Regions from separate parts of the Callithrix jacchus genome. Here region 2 is linked to region 1. The links are chromatin contacts, called in public Hi-C maps. All regions are on one chromosome and are shown on one strand. The core of a region is the stretch at or near the end of the contact, and the rest is flanking DNA. Distances in the headings are between cores, read along the strand shown. Region 1 holds the start of ABCB9 (ATP binding cassette subfamily B member 9). Region 2 holds the start of MTRFR (mitochondrial translation release factor in rescue).

The links. Hi-C and Micro-C count contacts between places; a contact is called where the count stands out from the background.
Region 2: a contact with region 1 is called in a Hi-C map of skeletal muscle, with 4 times the contacts expected there. The contact joins the promoter of MTRFR here to the promoter of ABCB9 in region 1. A contact is called at or near these places in 2 of 3 Hi-C or Micro-C datasets (both in skeletal muscle).

The regions. Positions count from the first base shown.
Region 1 is chr9:126,151,508-126,156,633 of calJac240_pri, forward strand. It overlaps ABCB9 (ATP binding cassette subfamily B member 9), which reads right to left and starts at 1,511. Exons shown (of 12, transcript XM_035258042.3): 1 at 1,368-1,511. OGFOD2 (2-oxoglutarate and iron dependent oxygenase domain containing 2) reads left to right here and starts at 2,046. Exons shown (of 7, transcript XM_078337614.1): 1 at 2,046-2,227; 2 at 2,589-2,645; 3 at 3,351-3,517; 4 at 3,621-3,720.
Region 2 is chr9:126,415,721-126,421,114 of calJac240_pri, forward strand. It overlaps MTRFR (mitochondrial translation release factor in rescue), which reads left to right and starts at 1,482. Exons shown (of 4, transcript XM_078337623.1): 1 at 1,482-1,554. MPHOSPH9 (M-phase phosphoprotein 9) reads right to left here and starts at 1,160. Exons shown (of 22, transcript XR_013522204.1): 1 at 1,097-1,160.

The sequences.
Region 1 (5,126 bases), core at 261-2,760:
CCACGATGTGGAACGGGAACTCTCATTCATTGCTGCTGGGAATGCAAAACCGTGCCGCTAAGCAGGAAGGCAGTTTGCTCTTACTACATGGTCAGGCAATCACACTCCTTGATATTTATCCAGAGGAAGTGAGAATTTGTCTATAGAAACACCTGTTCACAGATGTTTACAGAAGTTTTATTATTACTATTACATTTGCGATGGCAGTCTCACTCTGTCTCCAGGCTGAAGTGCAGTGGCATATACATACCACTCTGGAATGAGGATACTCTTAATTCTGGAGCGTTCTAATTCTGGTTCTCCTACTCACTAGGTTTATGACTCTAGATAGGTTCCTGTAACCACTGAGCCTCAGTTTCCTTGTCTGTAAAATGGAATAATAGTATCGTAAACAGTCAACAAAGATATATATCAGTGCTGACTGGCAGCACACGTTGATCCAGTGCTTGCTGGTAAATATTCTTCTTGCTGCTGCTCCCTTTGGTGACTGATCCTAGCATGTCTGCAAGGAGGAGGGGGTCCATGGGGGGCCAATCTAAACTGAGAAGCAGGCTGGGCTCGGTGGTTTCAGTTCTAGACCAGCCTGGCCAACACGGAGAAACCCAGTCTCCACTAAAAATACAAAAATTAGCTGGGTGTGGTGGCATATGCCTGTAATCCCAGCTACTCAGGAGGCTGAGGCAGGGGAATGTCTTGAACCCGGGAGACAGAGGTTGCCTTGAGGTGAGATTTCGCCACTGTACTCCAGGCTGGGTGAAACACCATCTCAATAAACAAACAAACAAACAAACTGATAAGCAGAATACGCTCATCTTGCAAACTGCTGCAAAGGGAGAGCAGGTGAGGGTGGGGTGATGTACGTGCCAGGCTTGCCTGGTGGCTGGATGGGGAGCTAAATAACCTGCCCTGGGCCTCCTGGGGAAAAAGGGCAATTGTGGTGTCCTCAATTGTGAATATTGAGCTGGGAAATGGATCCTTTCCTAGATAGCAGGGCCAATCACCATCACTGGGCAATCAAGACGACTGTAAAACTTTAAACACCTTCTCAGGGGCAGTCTGGGCTGGGGAGCTGGCCCCTGAGGTCGATGACAGGTGAATCTCCTTCTTGGGGAAGCCTCGTAGCTTCAGGAGGCCCACCTGGATTCCAGAAGAGTCAGTGAGAAAATGCCAACAAGCGCAACAAAACCCCAAATCGCACATAATCCCACCACTCCCAGAGCCCCGTGGTGAGGAACTCAAGAGGGCAGACTGTTCGGTTCAAACCCTATTATTTGTCCCTTTGTGGATGTGTGGCCTGCGGCGGGTCCCTGTACCTCTCTGGGTCTCAGTTTCCCCATCTGTAACATGGTGGGGAAATATAATAGTACCTAGCTCAAAGGTTTGCCGCTGCTGGGATGCAAGGAGATACGGTGGGTGGTCTATCCTTGAGCAAAGTTCCGGGGAGAGAGGAGGCTCGGTCTGCAGGAGCTGTCATTTGTTGGCCGCAGTGAGACACCGCCCACCCGCGTCCTAAGGGACCACCACCGGAAGTAGCGCGAGTTGGGGCATTTTAGCGGAGACACCCAAGGGGCAATCTGAGGTAAACCAAGAGACTGTGGCGGAGGGACCGGAAGTGTCAGGCAGGGACCCGGGGTAAATGCTACACCCAAACTCAAACGCACAGGGCTGGAAGGTTGAAGCAGCGGCGGGACTTCTGAGCTCCTTAAACTGTCTCAGCTTTTCTCGTGGAGGCTGCTTCTCCACGACCTCCGAGCAGAAGAGGGGCCGGCATTTAGGTCAAAGACCTTGGGGTTCCGAGTCCCTCCTTCTTCCCGTCCTGTGAAGGCGTGACCCATTTCAGCTGTCTGTAAAGTGGGGCCATTAGTCCCTGCCTCGTGGTGGGAAAACTGGGAGGCTGAACCAGGAGCCCGCCGCTCCCACCCCGCCTCGGGAGCATCTCTCTCCGCAGACTGTTTCCTGGCGAGGTGCGCCTTCGTTCTTTTCCGCCCTTTGGAACATAGAGCGGCCCCTTGGCCTCCGGTTCCGCGCTTCCCGCGGTTGGAGGCGTGCCCGGAAGTGCCCCTAAAGCAGCCAGCCGGGCCGCGGACGCTTCGCTATGGCGACGGCGGGGGCTCCGCGGCGCTTCTGCCGCTGCGCCTGTTTCTACACGGAGAACCTGTACGCGGCGCGCTATGGATTGCACGTGCGCTTTCGGGGCGAGCAGCAGCTGCGCCGGGACTACGGCCCGGTGAGTGGCCGCTGTCGCCCCTCCCGAGCAGTGGGCAGAGAAGCAGTGGAGGAAGGAGGTCCATCCCCAGGGTCGTTTGCTTTGCGCACGGCGCGCACCGCATGCTCAAATACAAGAATGACGGCCTCTCTGTGCCTCAGTTTTCTCACTTCCCTGTGAGGTTGTGAGGAAGGAAAGGGTGCTTAGGACAGGGCCGGGCTCAGCACGCCGCCTCATAGCGATACCAGCCCGGAGCCCTGCCCTGCTTAAGCAGGTTCCGCAGTTTATCCTCTCCCCCATTTTAAGCAGGGGAAACTGAGGCTTAGAGAGTGAAGGGGCTTCCTATTCACACAGTCATGCTCAGTGTTCTTTCTGCTTCCAGATCCTGCGCAGTCGAGGCTGTGTCAGCACCAAGGACTTCCAGCAGCTGTTAGCAGAGGTGCCGCCCGCTGCCCCTGCACAGCACTTCCTCGTTAGATTTGTTAGCAGCTTGAGGGTCTTCTAGCCTCAGTCCGTGATCCCTGAAGGATCACTTAGGCCCTCACTTTCCTCCTTCCTGTCCCCACTCGCTCCTCCACACCTGGGTCTTGGCAGCGGGAGAGAAGGGGAAATGTTAAGTTGCCTAGTCATGCCCCTCCGAAGAGCTCTTTGAAATAAGCACAGGCACCACCCTCATTTTGGATTGAGAAGCTGAGGCTTAAAGAGGGATCACTTGCCCAAGCTTTTACAGCAGGAGCAGATGCGATCCCAGCCACGGCTTCCAGGCCCCTGGGCTCCTCACACTCCCACGTACCCTGAAGACTGGTGCCAGGGCTGCTGTTCTGCTCCCTCTTTCTCCTTTCCCTGGAGTCAGTGGTGGGAAGCTTCCCAGCAGAGTCCTCAGCAGCCTTGGGAACAGAACTTGGCCGTGACCGTTTCCCTCCGCTGTGTGGGCCCAGCTGGTTAAGGTACACCCAGGGGTTCTTATCCCAGCCAGGCTCAGGTTGGGGCAGCCTGAAGCAGGACGGGTCTCCTAGAAGTCCCCTTCAGTTAACAGTCTGCAACTTGCAGTCAACCCAGATAGATTCAGGAGTTTAGGCTAGACCTGGCTTCCAGGCTGGGCCCTGTCTGGCATTCCTGGGCTTCCGTTTCCTCATCTGTACAGTGGCCTCAGGAGGATGGGAGGCCCCACTTGATAACAACTCTGTGCCACCCCAGCTTGAGCAGGAGGTGGAGCGGCGGCGGCGGCTGGGGCTGGAGTCAGCCACTAGGAAAGCCCTCATTGCAAGTTCCTACCGCCTGGCACGGCCTGAGGTGTACGACTCACTGCAGGTACCAGCCAGGCAGGGTGCTTGAAGGCTAGGTACTGGAAGGAAGAGGTAGCATCCAGGGCTGCCGGGCTGCCTGCCCCACAGCTGGTATGTTCTGCCCCCAGGATGCAGCTCTGGCTCCTGAGTTTCTGGCTGTGGCTGAGTACAGTGCATCCCCCGGCGCAGACCTCAAGGGCCTTCTCCAGCGTCTGGAGACAGTATCTGGTGAGTTCCTAACCCCGAGACCTGGCAGGACTGGGGAATGGTAGCCTAGAAAACCTAGGTGTGGGAGACTGGGGTTTCTCCAGCCACCATCTCTGCCTCCAAAAACTGAACCAGCTGAAAGGGTCAGTGGGACCAACCTGCCAGGAGAAGCACATCCACATTCATTCATTCATTCATTCAATACCTGCTATGAGCCTGGTGTCTTCGTCCTTCTTTCACGCCTTCCTTCATGTGCTCATCCAGCAAATAGTGGGTATTTGTGTCATGGGCAGGAGAGCTGGCACACTCAAACAGGGCTGATCCAAGATCTTAAAGAAGGGACCGCTGAGGCAGGTATGCACAAGTTAAAGGGACCAGTAAGGAATGGCAAAGCCCCACCCCCAGGGCTGGCAACAGGAAGGAGCAGCTGCCACCTGGAGCTGTGGCTCTGGGCAGAGGTCTACAGCTATGCCAAACTCCAGCGAGGGCAAGAAATGTCCCATTTCTCCTCTTACCTTCAGATTTTCTGCTGGGCTCCCCTATTGGCTAAACCCAACAAGAAATTCTGGGCAAGGGAGGCTTGCGTGTTGTTTAACCTCTGTGACTCAGTTTCCTCATCTGTAAAATAGGAGCAACAGTAACCCCTTCTCTTAAGGCACTGTGACGATCAAGTGAGTTAATCTGCGTAGAGTACCTGTCACAGGACCCACACGTGGTGTTTGGAAAGTGTTTCCTATTCTTACTAGCACTGATACCCCGGGCTAGGGGATCCTGTGGGAGACAGACAGAAGTTTCCCCTCATGGAGCCTGTGTTTTGTTGGGGGCATGGGTGGAATGAACTCCCCCTCCCAGCCTAGGGGTGCTCTCCTCATTGCCTTCTACGCACTGACAGCTGAGACTGCTGAGGCTGTTTGGCTGGTGCAGGGCCCAGGCTGTGAGGTGGCCCCGTGGGGGGCACACTAACCCTGCATCCCTGGGAATTGGTGCATCTGCCAAGAAATACTTAGTTTCCATTCTCAGCCTGGCTTCTTCTCCCAGGGCCCAGCAAGAGAGAGCAGCCCCTCCTGGCCTTCCTGCTGGGGAACAAAGGTTCCCAGAGCCACTTCTGAGTGGCGTACAGATGTTGGTGGCTCATCAGGTGAAAGGAAGTACAGGAGAGCCTGAAGTTGGCTCTGTGGCCCCAACTTGGCTCTCACTGGCCTTCCCCTCTCTGGGCCTCAGGACCCATCTGTGTGCTCTGGGAGCCAGCCCTGTGGACACTTGTGGAGTCTGGGGAGAGGTTCCAGGCATGAGTGTGGAGCGCAGGAGTTGGCCTCCCCTGTTCCTCACCTTACTTCCTTTGGTAATCACAACAACCCTGAGAAGCGAGAGCCTCATCCCCATGGCACAGGTGATGAAACTGAGGCTGTAGGCAGTGAACAGACACC
Region 2 (5,394 bases), core at 232-2,731, 260 kb after region 1:
CTCCGCTAGATAGGGCCTGCGTTTATAAAGCACTACACTAAAACAGGGACCATTTCCTTCAGCGACAGGAGTGAAAGCAAAGGGTAACCGGACCTAACTAAATGGACTTTTCCCCAGTTGGCTCAGCCCATCACCCACGACAAACGGGGCATTGAAATAGTCAAGGACCGCCTTCCAAATGGCAACAGAAATATCTGGATTCCAATCACCATGCTGTTATACCAGGAAACCACGGCTTTCCAGGGAGATGGACCTGCAACCCCATCTATTATTTCCCCTGTTGAGGTAATCCGGATCCGGATGCAGATCCAGATGGAAAACCACTAGAAATTCAAGGAGGCTTCTCCACTGGGGTGGAGGTGCTGGGGGAGGGCAGGGAATTAAGAGGAAAAAAAAATCCTTAAACACCCACATATACAATGCCAAAAAAAAAATTTTTTTTAACTTGATACAGAATGAATAATAAGAACAGAGACATTTTTATATTTCCCAGCAACAAAATATGACGCTTTTGGTGTCCCCAGCCCCTAGCAAAAAAAAAAAAAAAAAGGAGTTGAAGAAAAGGAACGATTGGTGGCCATGAAACATGAAAGTTAACTGGGCGCTGTGCCTCGCCGGGAGGAGATCTGAGATGGGGGTGAGGAAAGATCCTGGACACTGGCACTCAGATCCAGCCCGCGAGGGTTGGGGGCGGCTATCCGGTCAAAGTGAGAAGGAGAGGGAGAATCCATGCAGTCGCCTAAGCTACGGAAAGCAGGGAAGACGGGGAAAAGCCACCGCTCATGCAACTACAATAGGGATTCCAAGAGGAAGCCGGGACATCTCGTCAAAAAATAGGGGGAAAAGAAAAATCCCACCGACACCCCCGCCCCTCGGAAAGGGCGCTCTGCGATTGGGCCGCGCGAGTGTCACTCAAGGGCGCAGAGTCTAGAAAAGGTGCACCGCAGAGGACCAGAGCTTCCGCACGCTGCAGGGTTCCGTCGTCTCCGCACACCTCAGCCCATCACCACACTCGGGACCGCTAAGACGGTGTCTCCTAAGTCTCGTCCCCTGTCCCCCGCGGTCTACCACTTCCTGCAGGCCGGCGGCCTCTTACCTGGCAGCCACTCCCGCTGCAAATGTCAGAGTCAGGCCCGCGGCCTCTCGCGACCGTTAAACTCGAAGGAGCGTGCGCGCGTCCGGCGTCTCCCCAGTGATTGGCTGCCCGGAAGTAGGGGGAGACGGCCGAGCTTGGCGCGCGCGTCCACCTCGCCCTTCCTTCTCGCTCAGCTCCAGCCAAAGAGAGATGTCCAACCCCAGGGGCGTGACGAGGGGGAGGTATTGCTGTTAAGGTCTCTTCTCTGATTGGCTCTCTGAGAGCTTGCCGCTGCCACGCGGGAAAGAAGCCTCAGTTTCTCGCATGCGCAGTTAGTAAACTTGAGCCTCTGGCAGATGAGGGAAACCGCGACCAGAGTAGAGCGCGTGCGCAGCTCAGGGAACGCGATTGACAGTCCTCTGCTGCGGTGATTCGGTTCCCCTAAAACGTTGAGTGAAGGAGTCGGGTCCTGAGACCAGGTAAGCTTCCGCGAAGAAGCTAGGTAACAGGTAACCTTACGGCTGCCCACGCCTGTCAAGGGCTCCGGAGAGAGGACTGGGAGCCGGGACGCTTGGTTTTTCCTGGCTTGCGACCCCGAGTGGCGCAGCCAGTTAACCTGAGGCCCCTCTGTCTGTGGGGTGGGGTCGGCTCTGGGGCTGTTCAAGCACTCAGGGCAGAGGAGAAGAGAGACTACCGTCTTGGAGAAAACGGTGCCACGGAGGCCCAAGGCGAAACGGAAAGATCTTCACGTACTTAATTGAGCGGAATGGAGCTGTGAGCACGCATCAGGTGCTCTTTAAGGCCTGGCACATAGTAGGGGTCAGCACTGCCCTTGCTGGGCTTTTGTGGAGATTTTTTTTTTTAAGAGATGGGGAGGGTCTCACCATGTTGCCCAGTCTGGTCTCGTACTCCTGACCTCAAGCGATCCTCCTTCCTCAGCCTCCCAAAGCTCTGGTGGAATCACAGACATGAGCCACCGCGTCCTACTTCTAAAGGACTGCAAGGAACCCGCTCTCCTTCCCATGGGTTTCCAGCTCATTTCATGCGCACTGTGCAGGCCACGTTCTTCATGCTAGTTAACCTTTAAGGTCCTAGATTTCCCTCCAGGAGTCCTGGCTCACAGTAAAGGGACTTCCCTGGGACTATCACTTAGTCCTCCACGACACAGGAAATGGATTTGCCCTTGGAATAACGGATCTGCCAGGAGGCGTTCCATCTCCTTGGAGCTTCCTAGGTATACTTATCAATTATTTTTATTTTATTTTATTTTATTTATTATTTATTTATTTTGAGACAGTCTTGCTCTGTCGCCAGGCTGGAGTGCAATGGCACAATCTCGGCTCACTGCAACTTCCACCTCCCGAATTCAAGCGATTCTCCTGCCTCAGTCTCCCAAGTATCTGGGACTACAGGCGCATGCTACGACGCCCAACTAATTTTTGTATTTTAGTAGAGACGAGGTTTCATCATGTTGGCCAGGATGGTCTCGATATCTTGACCTTGTGATCTGCCCGCCTCGTCCTCCCCAAAGTGCTGAGATTACAGGCATGAGCCACTTCGCCCAGCCCTATTTTTATTTTTTACTTTTTTTGTGTGGCAGGGGGACAGAGGCTCCCTCTGTCACCCAGGCTGGACTGCAATGGTGCGATCTCAACTCACTTTAACCTCTGCTTCCTGGGTTCAAGCGATTCTGCTGCCTCAGCCTCCCGAGTAGCTGGGACTACAAGTGCCTGCCACCACACACGGCTACTTTTTTGTATTTTTAGTAAAGATGGGGTTTTGCCACGTTGCACAGTCTGGTCTCGAACTCCTGACCTCAAGTCAGCATCCTGCCTCAGCCTCCCAAAGTGCTGGGATTACAGGCATGAGCCACTGCACCTGTCAATTTTTAAACTGCGAATTTGGTATTTCCTGTCTTTTTATTCTATGACATAATTCCAGAAGATATTTGTTTAAACTAGGACTTGCTTCACTGAAAATGGTTTTATCTTTCAGCATGAGCCTCCTGGGAAGTCGGCCTTTTTTCTTTGACATCACAATGATCTCCTTGGTACTTGATTGCACAGACCAGAATTATGACCCCACCAAATAGCATGTTTTCAGTAATGCCACGGTTTTCAAGTACTTCTTACTGTACCAAGTAAAATAATTGGCAAGTCACTGTTCTAGATGCCTTTTCACCCTAAGCGCTAAAACAAAAGCCCATGACATAATCAGTTCCCAGATTGGGTTTGTGTCATTACCACAGCATATGTGGTGTGTCATTCTAAAGTTCCTCAGCCTTGTAGTTGAGAGGTCTGACATGCTCCCATTTAGTGAGCACTAAGTGCTTTACATTTGTGGCAACATGTATGATTTTGTTCTCTAGGTGGTAGTGTCTCCATTTTACAGATGAGGAAATAGGGCCAAAGTTGCCCACTGAATGCAGATCTGTTGGCCACAGAGCTCACACTCCTCAGCAGTAGGGCCTTTCTGGGACAAAAGAAGAAATGAGAGAAGTCGTCAGACAGAGAAAGTCAGGCTGGTCCAATAGTAGAGAGTTATCTTTTTTTTGTTTTTGTTTTTTTTAAGTAGTAAGTTATCTTAATTGATTGTTTATAGTCACAGATCAAACTCCTTGTTCTACTCTTTCCCTCTTCTCTACTCTACCTGACTAGTCTTTTTAAAAAGAGAGAGTTGAGGCCGGACACTGTGGCTCACACCTGTAATCCCAGCACTTTGGGAGGCCGAGGCGGGTGGATCACGAGGTCAAGAGATCGAGACCATCCTGGTCAACAAGGTAAAACCCCGTCTCTACTAAAAATACAAAAAAATTAGCTAGGCATGGTGGTGTGTGCCTGTAATCCCAGCTACTCAGGAGGCTGAGGCGGGAGAATTGCCTGAACCCAGGAGGCGGAGGTTGCAGTGAGCCGAGATTGCGCCATTGCACTCCAGCCTGGGTAACAAGAGCGAAACTCCGTCTCAAAAAAAAAAAAAAATGGAGAGAGAGAGAGTTGGTCGGGCGTGGTAGCTCATTCCTGTACTCCCAGCACTTCAGGAGGCCGAGGAGATGGAGCACTTGAGGTCAGGAGTTCAAGACTAGCCTGGTCAACATGGTGAAACCTCGTCTCTACTAAGAATACAAAAATTAGCTGGGCATGGTGGCTAGTGCCTATAATCCCAGCTGCTCAGGAGGCTGAGGCAGGAGAATTGCTTGAACTCAGGAGGTCTAGGTTGTGGTAAGCCAAGACCATGGCACTGCACTCCAGCCTGGGCAACAGAGTGAGACTCTGTCTCAAAAAACTAAATAAATAAAAATTTAAAAAATAAAAAGTTAAGGAAAAGGAGCTAACATTGCCTAAGGAACTGGAAAAAGATCTGGAGATATTATGAAAGGTAATGAACAAACTATAGAAAGGATAATTTAATTTCAAAAATTAAAAACCTAATGGTCTTCCAAGATAGATCTTCCTGAGATAATCAGGAAGTGGGTATCTCTTATTTTCTTTATTTGCATTAAATACAATAATGTATTTGAAGTCCTCTGCAGCTGGATGTGGTGGTTCACATCTATAGTCCCATCACTTTGGGAGAGTGAGGCAGGAGGATTGCTTGAGCCCATGATTCGAGACCTACCTGGGCAATATGGCAAGACCCTGTCTCTACAAAAAATTTAAAACAGGCCAGGTGTGGTGGCACACACCTGTGGTCCCAGCTACTGGGGAGGCTGAGGCAAAGAGGCGTGCTTGAGCCCAGGAGATTAAGGCTGCACTGAGCCATTTTTATGCCACTGCACTCCACTTGGGCGACAGAGGGGGACCCTGTCTCCAAAAAAAAAGAAAGTGCTTTGGTTTGGATATGTTTAAGTCCTAAACAAATACAAGCCATCATTAATAGTAATATAGACTTTGAGACTTTTAGAAGAAAATATACTGTGTTGTTATTGCTGCTTTGCTAATTTGTTTCTGTTTTATTGGTGTAGTTGATAAATTGTTAAGATCCTGTTAGATGTTATGAATTGAAGAAATATGGGGCAGGGCATGGTGGCTTATGCCTCCCAGCACTTTGGGAGGCGAAGGCAGGGGGATATCCTAAGCTCAGGAGTTTGACACCAACCTGGGCAACACGGTGAAACCCTGTCTCTACTAAAAATACAAAAAATAAGCCAGGCGTGGCAGCGCGGGCCTGTAGTCCCAGCCACTCAGGAGGCTGAGGCAGGAGAATTGCTTGAACCTGGGAGGTGGTGGTTGCAGTGAGCCTAGATTGAGCCACTGCACTCCAGCCTGGGCGACAGAGCAAGACTCTGGCTAAAAAAAAAGAAGAAGAAGAAGAAATATGAT